Regions from separate parts of the Mus musculus genome. Here all the other regions are linked to region 2. Evidence: chromatin contacts called from public promoter capture Hi-C data. All regions are on one chromosome and are shown on one strand. Each heading gives the region's core, a stretch centred on a gene start, on an enhancer-like site or on the middle of the called end of the contact. The rest is flanking DNA. Distances are from core to core; before and after follow the strand shown. Region 1 holds the start of Mtarc1 (mitochondrial amidoxime reducing component 1). Region 2 holds the start of Trp53bp2 (transformation related protein 53 binding protein 2). Region 3 holds the start of Mtarc2 (mitochondrial amidoxime reducing component 2). Region 4 holds the start of Hlx (H2.0-like homeobox).

Evidence for each region. Promoter capture Hi-C pulls out the DNA fragments that hold promoters and counts their contacts.
Region 1: a promoter capture Hi-C map of hippocampal neurons shows a contact between it and region 2, with 5 times the contacts expected there. The contact joins the promoter of Mtarc1 here to the promoter of Trp53bp2 in region 2. A contact is called at or near these places in 5 of 39 promoter capture datasets (the C10 cell line, hippocampal neurons, liver and 1 more).
Region 3: a promoter capture Hi-C map of pre-B cells shows a contact between it and region 2, with 4 times the contacts expected there. The contact joins the promoter of Mtarc2 here to the promoter of Trp53bp2 in region 2. A contact is called at or near these places in 4 of 39 promoter capture datasets (embryonic stem cells, hippocampal neurons, liver and 1 more) and 1 of 115 datasets of contacts at active chromatin or transcription factors (large pre-B cells).
Region 4: a contact with region 2 is called in a promoter capture Hi-C map of embryonic stem cells, with 14 times the contacts expected there. The contact joins the promoter of Hlx here to the promoter of Trp53bp2 in region 2. A contact is called at or near these places in 3 of 39 promoter capture datasets (embryonic stem cells, liver and pre-B cells) and 1 of 9 other capture datasets (embryonic stem cells).

Annotation. Positions count from the first base shown.
Region 1 is chr1:184,810,001-184,812,963 of GRCm38.p6, reverse strand. It overlaps Mtarc1 (mitochondrial amidoxime reducing component 1), which reads left to right and starts at 1,664. Exons shown (of 7, transcript NM_001290273.1): 1 at 1,664-2,118. The coding sequence starts at 1,835.
Region 2 is chr1:182,407,878-182,410,577 of GRCm38.p6, reverse strand. It overlaps Trp53bp2 (transformation related protein 53 binding protein 2), which reads right to left and starts at 1,411. Exons shown (of 18, transcript NM_173378.2): 1 at 1,128-1,411. The coding sequence starts at 1,154.
Region 3 is chr1:184,844,480-184,847,179 of GRCm38.p6, reverse strand. Mtarc2 (mitochondrial amidoxime reducing component 2) reads left to right here and starts at 1,272. Exons shown (of 8, transcript NM_133684.4): 1 at 1,272-1,634. The coding sequence starts at 1,363. It overlaps Gm34451 (a long non-coding RNA gene), which reads right to left and starts at 1,333. Exons shown (of 2, transcript XR_865818.3): 1 at 943-1,333.
Region 4 is chr1:184,730,991-184,733,933 of GRCm38.p6, reverse strand. It overlaps Hlx (H2.0-like homeobox), which reads left to right and starts at 1,441. Exons shown (of 4, transcript NM_008250.2): 1 at 1,441-2,375. The coding sequence starts at 1,793.

The DNA.
Region 1 (2,963 bases), core at 415-2,914, 2.4 Mb before region 2:
TCAACCTGTGGGTCACGATCCTTCCACAGGGGCCACATATCAGATATCCTGCCTATCAGGTATTTACGATACGATTCCTAACAGTAGCACTATTACAGGTATGAAGTAGCAGTGAAAAGAATTTTATGGTTGGGGGTCGCCACCACATGAGGAGCCGTATTAGGAAGGTTGAGAACGGCTGGTCTAAGGCATATAGCTGATGATGTCAAAAGACATATCATCCATGGGGGACAGCTGTTGCTCCTTCCGTCTTCTCCTTCGCTGGGTCCTGGGCCCTTGGCTTCCAGCAGGCTGTGAGGTAAATGTGGGATATGAAGCTGTATCCTGAGTCAATTTTACCTGACAAGCCAAGGGAAGGAAGCAGATGGTCAGGAAGGGGCCAGCCCTCAGGAGACTTCCTTCCTCCCCAGCTAGGCTACACCTCATCATTTACTTCAGCCTCCCCAGATAGCGCCACCAGCCGGGGGGACATGCAAGCTAGAGGGTGACATTTCATGCCCAAACCCAGGGAAGTGAGTCGCCCAGCTAGCTGAGGCCAGTGTGTGCTAGCGTTCTGCTTGCTTCTCCCACTCTCCACACAGTGGCCTCTCTACAGGGCACCTCTACAGGGCGTCCAACTCAGCCGGCAGCACATTGCCTGGCCTCGGCTGGCCTCCATGATACCTCATTCTTGCATTTCCACGTGAACATCGAGTTTTGGGGACTGCCCCCTCTGCTTTAGGATGCTGCCCATCAGCAGAACTATTCTGGTCAAAGTGTGATCCTACCCATCAGACCCTCCCGTGTTTCAGGCGGTCTGAGGCTTTGTCAGAACTCTGTGGAATCTCCCTCTGGGAGGCAGGCTCTCCCTCCGATTGATTGATGGCTCCCAGCCATCTCCTTCTCTCACCTTGAGACTTGGGATGGGGTGAAGTCGGGGGAGTCCCAGTTTCTTGGTCCACTGTTTCAAGAGTCTGTTGGCTAGAGGGAAGGGCACAAGCTTCTCTTCAGAGAAATCTTTATTCCTGCAGCCAGGTTCATCCCCGCACTGCCCCTTGGCTGTAAAATCCCCAGCCCTTGTTTCAGTACAAAGTCCAGTCTCTCTGCCTTAACTTAGTAGAGAAAATGCTCTGGTTAGAACAGTCTTGAATAAATATGACATTTTAGCAGCTTGACACACCAAACAGGTGCCTAAGGCGCCCAAGGTACCTTGATGGTCTTGTCTTTGTTGTTCAAGATGCGGTAGCCTTCGGAAGAGATACCTGGCAGTGCAAGTCCACATTAGGACGCAGGGAAAAGAGGGGCGTGTGGGTGGGGGGTGCGGGGGGCGGGTGTCTACGAATAGCTGCAGCCCAGGATTGGCCCTGTAGATCCTCAAGGCTGGTCAGATCTTTTCCCTTCATATCCCAGCTGGTTGGAAGCACCCTGGCTGCTGCCAAACTGCTCCCCACAGACCCCAGAGGGGCGGCTGCCCGCAGCCTGGTTTCTAATTTCAAAATCACGCCACGTTCTGCAAACGTTGTGTGTTTTAGGTCAAATAAACAACTCTGCAAACATGTAAATAAGCTGCTCTGCACTGATTGATCCTGGGAGAGGGTCAGCGAGGGAGGGAAGGGGAGGGAGGGAGGGAGGGACCGAAGGGGGGGAAGGCAGCGGAAAGTAGGGGCAGGCGGTGAGATTCCACAGCTGAGCCACCACCTCCCGCCCAGGCCGAATGAAGATGCACAATTTGGATTGGAGGGGAAGGGTCAGGAGCTGCTGACCTTTGGGCTCAGGCCCAGGCCGCTGGCCACAGTAGCTCTTGGTCCAGTCGGCGCCGGAGGTGTATCAAGCGCTCATCCCGCCCTCTCCAGTCATGGGTGCGGGGTCCTGGGCGCTGACCCTCTTCGGCTTCTCCGCGTTTCGGGTCCCGGGCCAGCCGCGGTCCACCTGGCTCGGCGTCGCCGCGCTGGGACTGGCCGCGGTGGCCCTGGGGACAGTGGCCTGGCGTCGTGCGCGTCCCCGGCGACGCCGGCGGCTACAGCAAGTGGGAACGGTGGCACAGCTCTGGATCTACCCAATCAAGTCCTGCAAGGGGTTGTCGGTGAGCGAGGCAGAGTGCACTGCCATGGGGCTGCGCTATGGCCACCTGCGCGACAGGTACGCTGAGCACCGAGCATCACCACGCTGACCTAGGCTGTGTGGGTGTGGGGAGGTCAGCGGGGTCCGCTCGCCGGTCCCTTCTTACTCAGACTAGAGACCGGAGGCTGGGAAAGGGGTGGTGAGAAACGGAAAAAATGAACTTCACCCTCCGCCAGCCAACTCGGGGGACCTGGAACTCTGAAGTTCCCGGGTTTCACGCTTCCTGGAGTTGGACATCTCTCTATCCATCCTCTCGTGGCTATTTCAAATCTTGTGGTGTTAGACGAGGCATTTCTCACGCCGGCCAATCCGCAAGAAGAAACTTCAATCTCCCTCCACCCAGGGACCCTGAAGGGACTGGTCCTTGGTTACTTTACTCTCAGTGATAGTCTTAAATTTAGAAAAACTAAGACAATAGATCCTGGATCCTAGGCACGGCTCATCCCTGTTAGTGCAGTAGTTGAGCATGCATGACAGCTTAAGAAAATAAGCTGTGAGTGTTATTTCCCCAAGGCTCTTGTCAGATAAAGGTTCTGCACTGGGTGGGGGGGGGGGCAACCTGGGATTTGTAAACAGCGACTAAGAGTCCAGCTGAGGAGTGACCCCTGTCGCCGGGACTTCAGCGAAGGTTCAGCAGCTCTGCTCTCTTCAGGTCTGGTCTCCCACCAGCTCTGGGCATCACTGGAAGGCTGCGTATCAGGATCCTCAGGCCTCTCCTTCAGCAGAGGACACAGGCTAACAGAGGCTGCGACCTCCCCGTCTCAGCTCTCTAAAGCTAACACAAGCCATTCGCCTCAGATCAGGCCGGTCCAGTGGACATGCTGACCGACTGGTTCAGGAAGAAGAAATGGAGATTTTTGCTC
Region 2 (2,700 bases), core at 162-2,661:
AACTTAATAAATGAGACTAAACCATTAGTTACAAAATGCTAGTAATTCCAAATTTCTTGACTCTTAGCAATTGTAACCATCCCAAGCCACCTAATAACCTAATAACCAAAATATTATATATGTGTCCAACCTAGAAAAATTTAGGAACACCCTCCACAACGCAAAGGGGCAAAGAGACAGTATAGTATATTCTGCACGTGTAATTACAAAAAAACCAAAACAAAATAGAACATTGAAACACAAATTTTAACACTCTTTCTTGGATTTTATAAAAGCAAAAAAATTAAGTTGTTTTAAGTTTTTATCGTTTTGTTTTCTTAAACAAGTGATGCGATAAGAACGTGAGTTGATGAGGGGTTTAGGGATGGATATGGCTAAAATACGTGACCTTTCAAAGAATATATAAAAATTATTTTTTAAAAAAGGACTTAGGTTGACTGCGATTAATCCTGCTTGAGAGGAGAACAAATACAACACCCACGAGGAAATAAATACACGGCTGCAGGAGCCACCATAACCAGTCAGATCTTGTGCTTGCTAAGGGGGCTTTTCAGAAACACCTCCATTCAACCTGCAAGTCACCTGTGACGCTGGCCAAGTCAGATGCCAAAAGAATTCACTCATCTTTCTTAGAGGTCTTGCAGAAAAAAAGCTGGGGGAGCGGGGCACTGAAGTTTTCCTCTGAACTAAAACTTTCAAGGCTGCATTTACTAAAACCTGTTTCCACAAAGAGATAGATAGGGTGACATGGCTGCTATCACCAACATCAGATCGAAATTCAAGTTAAAAAAAAAAAAAACTGGCAGAAAGAAAAAGAAAGGCAAGCCTTTTCAAGCGCTATGCTTCACTTCAGTAAAAAGCCTCAAAACAATTCAAAGAAATAGGCTAAGAACAAGGTTCCCCGGCTCTTGACCTTCAAAACAAGCTTCCCCAAAGGTCTCATCCGAGAAGCAAAGTTTGGAGCAGCGGCCCGGGCTGCCGCACTGCCTGCGGGGCAGCATCGCGACCGTCGCGGGGACCCAGAGGGACGGAGCCTCAGAGCCTCGAAGCCCGAAGCTCCACCGGCTCCGCTGACCCGGCCCCCCCGCCCTGTACACTTCCGGGCCCCAGCACGCCCACCCGCTTACCGGCATCATTTTGGACCCGAACCGCATGGAAGCGGGGGTCTGGCGGCGGCCTGGCCGAGCAGAAGTGACCCGAGGGTCGCGGGCCCGGGGAAGCCAAGCGAGAACGAGGCCGCGCGCCCGGCGGCCGACCTGTTGCGAGGCAGCGGCGCTGGAGTCCCCTCAGCGGACCGGGACGCCACCGAGTCCGGGGCCCAATCCCCTCGCCCGTCTCCGGGACGCGGCTTTGTCTCGGCGCTCGCGACTCCCACCTCCTCCTCCTCCTTCTCGCCGAAACCAACTAATCCCGGCCGGGCCCCCACCGAGGCGCGCTGGCCCCGCCCCCCACGAAGCCCCGCCCGCGGCGCGCCCCAAGGCTTGAGGTAAGGGGGAGCGGAGCGCCAACCGGGCGGCGAAGGCGCATGCGCAGATGCTGGGGGCGGTGCCAGAGGGGGCGGGAACCTTTGCTCCGAGGGAGGAAGATGCAGGCGGCGGAGCTGCTCCTGAACGCGCCTCCAGGCGGAGCCAAGGCACGGGAGGGCGGCGCCGCAGGAGAACAATAATCGTAAAACGCGGGGATGGAGCCCAGGGCTGTGTCCCTCACCTCCTTGGCGGTTCCGAGTTGCTCAAGAGAGTTGAGCCCTTTGCCTTAGGAACCATGAACCAGCCACAAGGCGCCGGACGCCGAGGGGCCTGGGCGGCGCCGCCTCACACACCTGACTCAGGGCGCCCTGAGGGATCCGAGCGCCCCACAAGATGGAGACCTGCGAGTCCGCCGGGCCGGAGCACGTTCCTGACAGAAGGCGCTCTCGGATTTGTCCTCATCCCTCAGGCGATGTCCAAGACCCCCCTCTGAATGGCCTGTTACTTCTATAATGTAAGAAGGGAAAAGCCCTTCAGTGTTGAGAAGTGGGGGGGTTCCCTGTGTTTTGAACAGCACGCTCAAAGGATTTGAAAATGGGTAAAAACAGCTTTCTGGGGCGCTCTTCAGCTCATCACGACCTGTAAACACTTTTAACACAAGGACCATTTTTTGGAGCCGTCGAAGCTCACGCTGGGAAATTGGCAGTAGTTCGCTTTGATAGGGAGGCAGATAGTCGAGTCCATTATCCAGAGAGACATAGGCTTCAGGAACACTAACTCCACGAAGCTCATTTCACGTCAAGTAACCCGTGCAAGCTCATTTGGAATCAGAGGACAGAAGAGTCCCCAAAACGAAATGAAATGAAGCACCAGAATGTATACAGCTTCAAGAATGGAGCCAGCTGAATGTGGTAGCGTGCACTAGTAATCTCAGCGCTTGGGAGGCTGAGCCAGGAGAATTGCAGTGAGTTCCAGGCCAGCCTGAGCTGAAAGAGTAAGACCTTACCTCAAATGACACTTTTATAAAAATTAAATATAAATTGACCTGTGTGTGGCACAGATCTATATCCCCAGGTACTCAGAATGCTGAGGCAGGAAAATCCCAAATTTAAGGGTTCCCAGGGCAGCTTTAGCAGAATAGGTCTCAAAATGTAAACGGGGGGGGGGGGGTCCCTGGAGTCAGACATAGTTTAGTGATAGAGTGTTTAACATGAATAAACTCCTGGTTTTAATA
Region 3 (2,700 bases), core at 23-2,522, 2.4 Mb before region 2:
GCTACATGGGTAGGCTCTCTCAGTCTGTGTCACCTATCAGAAGCAAACACACTTGCTCTGCCAGTTACAGAGGTTGGGGCTCTGTCCTGTCTTTCCTCCCATGCAGAAGTCTGTCGTCTCTGGTGACTGTCCACGCAGCAGAATTCAACATTCTAAGCCCTTGGCTATTTTAAAATTTTTATTTTTATTTTAAGTATGTGGATGTTTTTGCCCGCATGTATGCCTGAGTACCACCTGTGTTCCAGCTATCTGCGGGGGGCAGAGAGAGTGGGGGTCTGCAGGGGGCAGAGAGAGTGGGGGTCTGCAGGGGGCAGAGAGAGTGGGGGTCTCTTGGCACTGGAATTGCAGACAGATACGATCTGCTATGTAAGTACTGGGAGTCCATCTGGGTGCTCTTAACCACTGAGTCATTTCGCCATTTATTTATTTAGCGTTTATTCTCCCCCTGTCTCCTCTTTCTGTCTCTCCATGTACACCTCCCACCCTCTCCTCTCTCGTGTCTCTTGTCTCAGTCTTCCCCTCCCCTTCCCAGTCCCCCTCTCCTTCTCCCTCCCACTCTCTCTGTTTGTTCAAGAAATGGTTCCCTCCCTTCTATCACATGGCTCCCAGGGACTGAATTCGAGATGTCAGTGTTGGCAGCCAGGACCTTTATGGGTTGAGCGGCTTTCAACTGATGAGTTAATCATTGATGCTTCTGAGACAGGTCCTGGCCATCAATAGCCCACCGTGATCTTGAACTTGGGGCTATCTCTTAGCCAAAGCCTGACATTTGGATTCCGTTTAGATCGTTGTCTGAGAAAAGTCGACCAGAGTCCTCTATTCGGACCTCAGCAAGTGGTAAGCTCTGGCAGCCTTTCCCTTCCTTGCGCTGTCTTAATTGGCTGGTGTACCTGTAACCTCAGGTCACGCTGCCAGAAGCCGCGCCAGTAGTTTTGTCTCTACCTGCAGAGATGGAAGCCGAGCGTTCCAGAGAGTTGCGCGATCTTCGGGAGACCTATCCCAAAGTTGTCCCCAGGAAACATTCCTCCATTCTGCTTCATTTCAGTGCAGCAGCTTCTTGCACAATTGAGTGTGCTCCTTTTAGAAGCAAAAGGGTTAATGAGTGTAGCAGGTTGAAGAGTCATGGGGGGAGGGATCACTTTAAAGGCGGACAGAGACAAAGTAAAATGAAAGTGACCACCCCACGCTGTCACCCGCGATGGGCGTGGGCCAGGCTCCGCCGACACTGATCTGGACGTGAGCAGCATAAGTTTGACAGGCAGTGCGGCTGCGCCAACCCTGGCTCCTCCCACACTCCCGGAGCCTTAAGCCCCGCCTCGACACCGCGGCCCAGTAGCCCAGGCCTGCCCGGGATAGTGTAACATGGGTTCCTCCAGCTCTACGGCTCTGGCTCGCCTCGGCCTCCCTGGGCAGCCGCGGTCCACCTGGCTCGGCGTCGCCGCGCTGGGGCTGGCTGCGGTGGCGCTGGGGACCGTAGCTTGGCGTCGCACGCGTCCCCGGCGGCGCCGGCAGCTGCAGCAGGTGGGCACGGTGTCGAAGGTTTGGATCTACCCGATCAAGTCCTGCAAGGGGGTGTCGGTGTGTGAGACCGAGTGCACGGACATGGGGCTGCGCTGTGGCAAAGTGCGCGACAGGTACGCCGAGCCCCGCACTGCACCGGGCGCGAATGGGCCGGGGCGAGGGAGGTGGGGCCTTGCCTATCCTTGCTCGGAAGTGTGAGACCTGGAACCAGGCGCCCCTCGGTGAGTGCAAACTTTGTGAGCCTGAGCCTGGAGCAAGTCGAGAGAGGAGTTCCGTACTGCAAGCTGTGTTCTCCCCAAACCTAGAAAGTAAGGGTTTGTTGCTTCTGGGAAACACACATATGGGAAAGAGATGACAGCAGTTACAGCACGGTGCACATTGACGAGCGTGTTCAAGTTGAAATCTAAGTTTGCAAGCCCAAATATGTCTGTGGGGAGACCTTCCGGGAGGAGAATTTTAGTTTTACCACATGCAAATTTACTCTAAAGCGAAACAGAGCGCCTGGATTTCGGCCCCCACCCCTTTCGGCTTCACAGAACTGAGGCTTGTTGCCTGAATTCTCTGGGCTGTCGAGCTTTGATCCTTTAGCTGCGAAGCCCGTGCTTCTGGCTAAAGTAGTTTTGGAAAACTGAGTTGGAGCATTCCTGGAACCCTGGGGGGTGGGGGGGGGGGGGGAGACTCCCCTGTCAGCTGTCCGTACAGCTCTCCTAACTGTAGGACACTAGAAATATAAAATGCCATTGGCTGAGCGTTTTCAAGAACATCGGGCCTTCCCTCTAGTTCTGGTGACCACTTGAACGAGTAAGGAGCAGAATTACACGGTTTGCCGGGGGTGGGGCGAGGGAGGGGTTGTGGTAGATGGCGATAGAGAGCTAGTCACAAACGGGTATGAAATAATAATAAAGGAGGTTAGAATAAAAAAAAAGAGTTTAGTTCTGCTACAGAATAAATTTATAGATCAGGAATTCCGCTCATGGATTTTCCATTCCTCATTGGCGGCCTATGTTTGCAATGCTGGGAGGTTTGGGTTTAAATTATCATTTACTGAGGGCCTGGGGATATAGCTCCGTTGGTAGGAGAGAGTGTTTGCCAAGGGTTCGTGAAGCCCTGAATTTTATCCTCCAGCATCCAAGGGAGGCATGGTGGCACATGCCAGTCATTTCCACACAGGAGGATCAG
Region 4 (2,943 bases), core at 192-2,691, 2.3 Mb before region 2:
CACGCCAATCCTGAGCTGATAGTAGCCTGGCAGTTCCCTCACGGCTTCCAGTTTTTGGTATCTTATTGCTGAGGGGAAATAAGCCTGCCTTGGAATATCATTCCGGAGACACTTACTTGGACAATCGAAAACAAAAGATTTGGTGGTTTCGTTATTGTCATTATTTTATTTTCTTCCTGAAATGTGCAACAACCGTTCATCTAGGTGGCCTGTGGTCTGTTTGGGAGAGGGGCGGGGAAATCCACTCTGACTATAATTTAAAAGAGAACGAATTCTTAAAATAGAGATGTTGATGCGACAGAAAATTCCCAGTGCACCTAGGCTGAGTTCTAAAGACCCTAGCAAGAATGGAAGGCGCTGGCTGTGGAGGCTCGGACAGTGCCTCCCTCCAACAGGCCAAAGCGGATCCTGGAAAAACTGCAGCCGAATTAAAAGTAGGTATTTAATCTCAAAGGCAACCGCTCCCTGGCACTTGCAAAACATAGGACCTCACGTGACCAGGGGATGTGGTGGCCGCGGAGGGTAGCACTTCCTACAAGGTGCAGAGAGGGGACACGCGTGCCGCTCTTCTGGGGCTGCACTCCTTGTTGGTTCCGAGGCTCAGGGTAAAAGTTTGGCTGTTTCTAAGGGAGACGTTTGGAGCCATCTATCTTATTTTTGTTTGAAAAGTCACTCTTTCAAGTTGTCACTGGAATGACAGCTCCGAATAAAACTAATTTGTGGTCTGCCCTCCTCCTGGCTTCTTGGAGCAGCTCTGGTGAGCTGAGAAACCAGCGGATTACAGTAGACTTGGGTCGGGATTCTGGGCTGTAGGGGCGCTGAGAGGATGGGGCCTTTACCTAGGACTTGTGATAAAAGCACCTGGGTAAAAGCAGAGAGAAGGAAAGTCGCATGAGAGCGGAATACGGAAGGGACAGCCTGCGGACCGCCAGCGTGGTCTGCTGGGGTGGAGGTTGGGGGTGTACTACAGCAGAGTACGGGAGCCTCAGTGATCCCCCTCCTCCGCAGCTCCAGGAAAATTCCGGAGACCGGCTCCGAGGCTCTGCCGCTGGCGGGTCCCCGAGCTGCAGGGGACAGAGGAGAGCCAGAGGCCCGAGGAGTCTCGACCCCCAAGCGGCTCCCAGAGACGCTCAGTACTCAGCTTAGCCCACGCTGCCGCAGAAAACACTTTGGCGTGGCCAGGGCGTGGCCGAGCTCGGCCACGCCCCCCTCTTTCCCAATTCCCCTCCACTCCGGAGTCCCATTGGTCACGAAGACGTCCAATGAGCGCACGGATCAAGGTCCTACCCGGGGTCTGACTCGAAAGCTCCTGCCAAAACTTTGGGAGTTTTTAGAGAGGAGTTTTTTTTTTTTTTTTAATTTTTTTCCTTTTTTTTTTTTTTTTTTTTTTTTAAACTAACGGATCATTATTGTTGTTTTAAATTTAGCTCTTAGGGCTTAGCTGTTTGGGTTTTTCTTTCGGTGTCGGGTCCCTGTCTCCCCGGCTTCTGCGGAGTAGCAGAGCGAGGCCGCGCTCGCCTTGTCGCCCCAGCGCCTGGCGATCGCCTCCATCCACCCGGCGGGGAGCGCGCCCGCCGCGCCGCCTTTCAAGCCAAGCCAGGGGCCCAGGCCGTGGCGGGCGGCGATCGGGCCCTCGCCTCGTCCCTCGGTGGCGCTAGGGCTCCCCGGTTGGCCCTCCGCTTCAGGGCGGGCGAAGAACCGAAAGCAGCTCGGGCTCGGCTGGGACACCGCCTCTGCCCGAGCGCCCACCCACTTCCCCACTCACCCAGGACCCCGCCGGGATCCTGCCAGGATGTTCGCAGCCGGCCTGGCTCCCTTCTATGCTTCCAACTTTAGTCTCTGGTCAGCCGCCTACTGCTCCTCGGCGGGCCCGGGCGGCTGCTCCTTCGCCCTGGACCCAGCCGCTGTCAAGAAACCCTCTTTCTGCATCGCGGACATCCTGCACGCCGGCGTCGGGGAGCCGGGGCCCGCTGCAGAGGGACTGGTGGGGGCCTCGGCAGCCCTCACCGCACACTTGGGCTCCGTGCACCCGCACGCCTCCTTCCAAGCTGCCGCCAGATCCCCGCTCCGTCCCACCCCGGTGGTGGCGCCCTCAGAAGTCCCGGCTGGCTTCCCTCAGCGGCTGTCTCCGCTCTCTGCCGCCTTCCACCAGCATCTCCCGCAGCAATCACCAACGCAGCAACAGCAACCGCAGCAGCAGCCCCCGCCTCCACCCCGGGCGGTCTCCCTGCAGCCACCGACTTCGGGGACGCGGGTGGTCCCCCACCATAGCGGCTCCGCCCCTGCCCCCTCCAGCAAAGACCTCAAATTTGGTATCGATCGAATTTTGTCTGCGGAATTTGACCCAAAAGTTAAGGAAGGCAACACTCTGAGAGGTACGTATCGCTGGAAGGCCTCAGGCCTCACCACCACCCATGAGGGGCCTGATGTCAGGAGGATTTGGGGTGCGTTTATTTTTAAGGACAGAACGGTAGAATGAGGGCGAAGAAAACGAAATGAAGGAAAACTTAGTGACATGTAAAAGTCAGCTATCCCATGTTTAAAAACATATCTTCGTGTTGCTTAAACAGCATAGAAACGGATGACCATACTCTGGTTGCTGCAAAGTTTTGCAAAAGTGTGTATTATCCATCTTTTGAATGAAATATCTGCAGAACGACCTAGATCTTTCTGACAAGGAAATCTCAGCGTGGGGACACTTTGCATTTATTTGATTTCCAGTATTTCTTAAGAATTGCGGGGAAGCAAACCGGCCAGTCTAAGCTCCTGAAGGAAGGCGGGGGGGGGGGGGGGCTGAAGGGTGTAAATTAGGGGTTTGTAGAATTTCTGGAAGGCGTCCGAAATGACCACTTTAGCAACATTTTATGACAAGCCTTTCCTTATTATGGGGTGTACCGGCCATGCCTGACACACACTCTGGGGCAATTCAGGCCCCACTCTTCC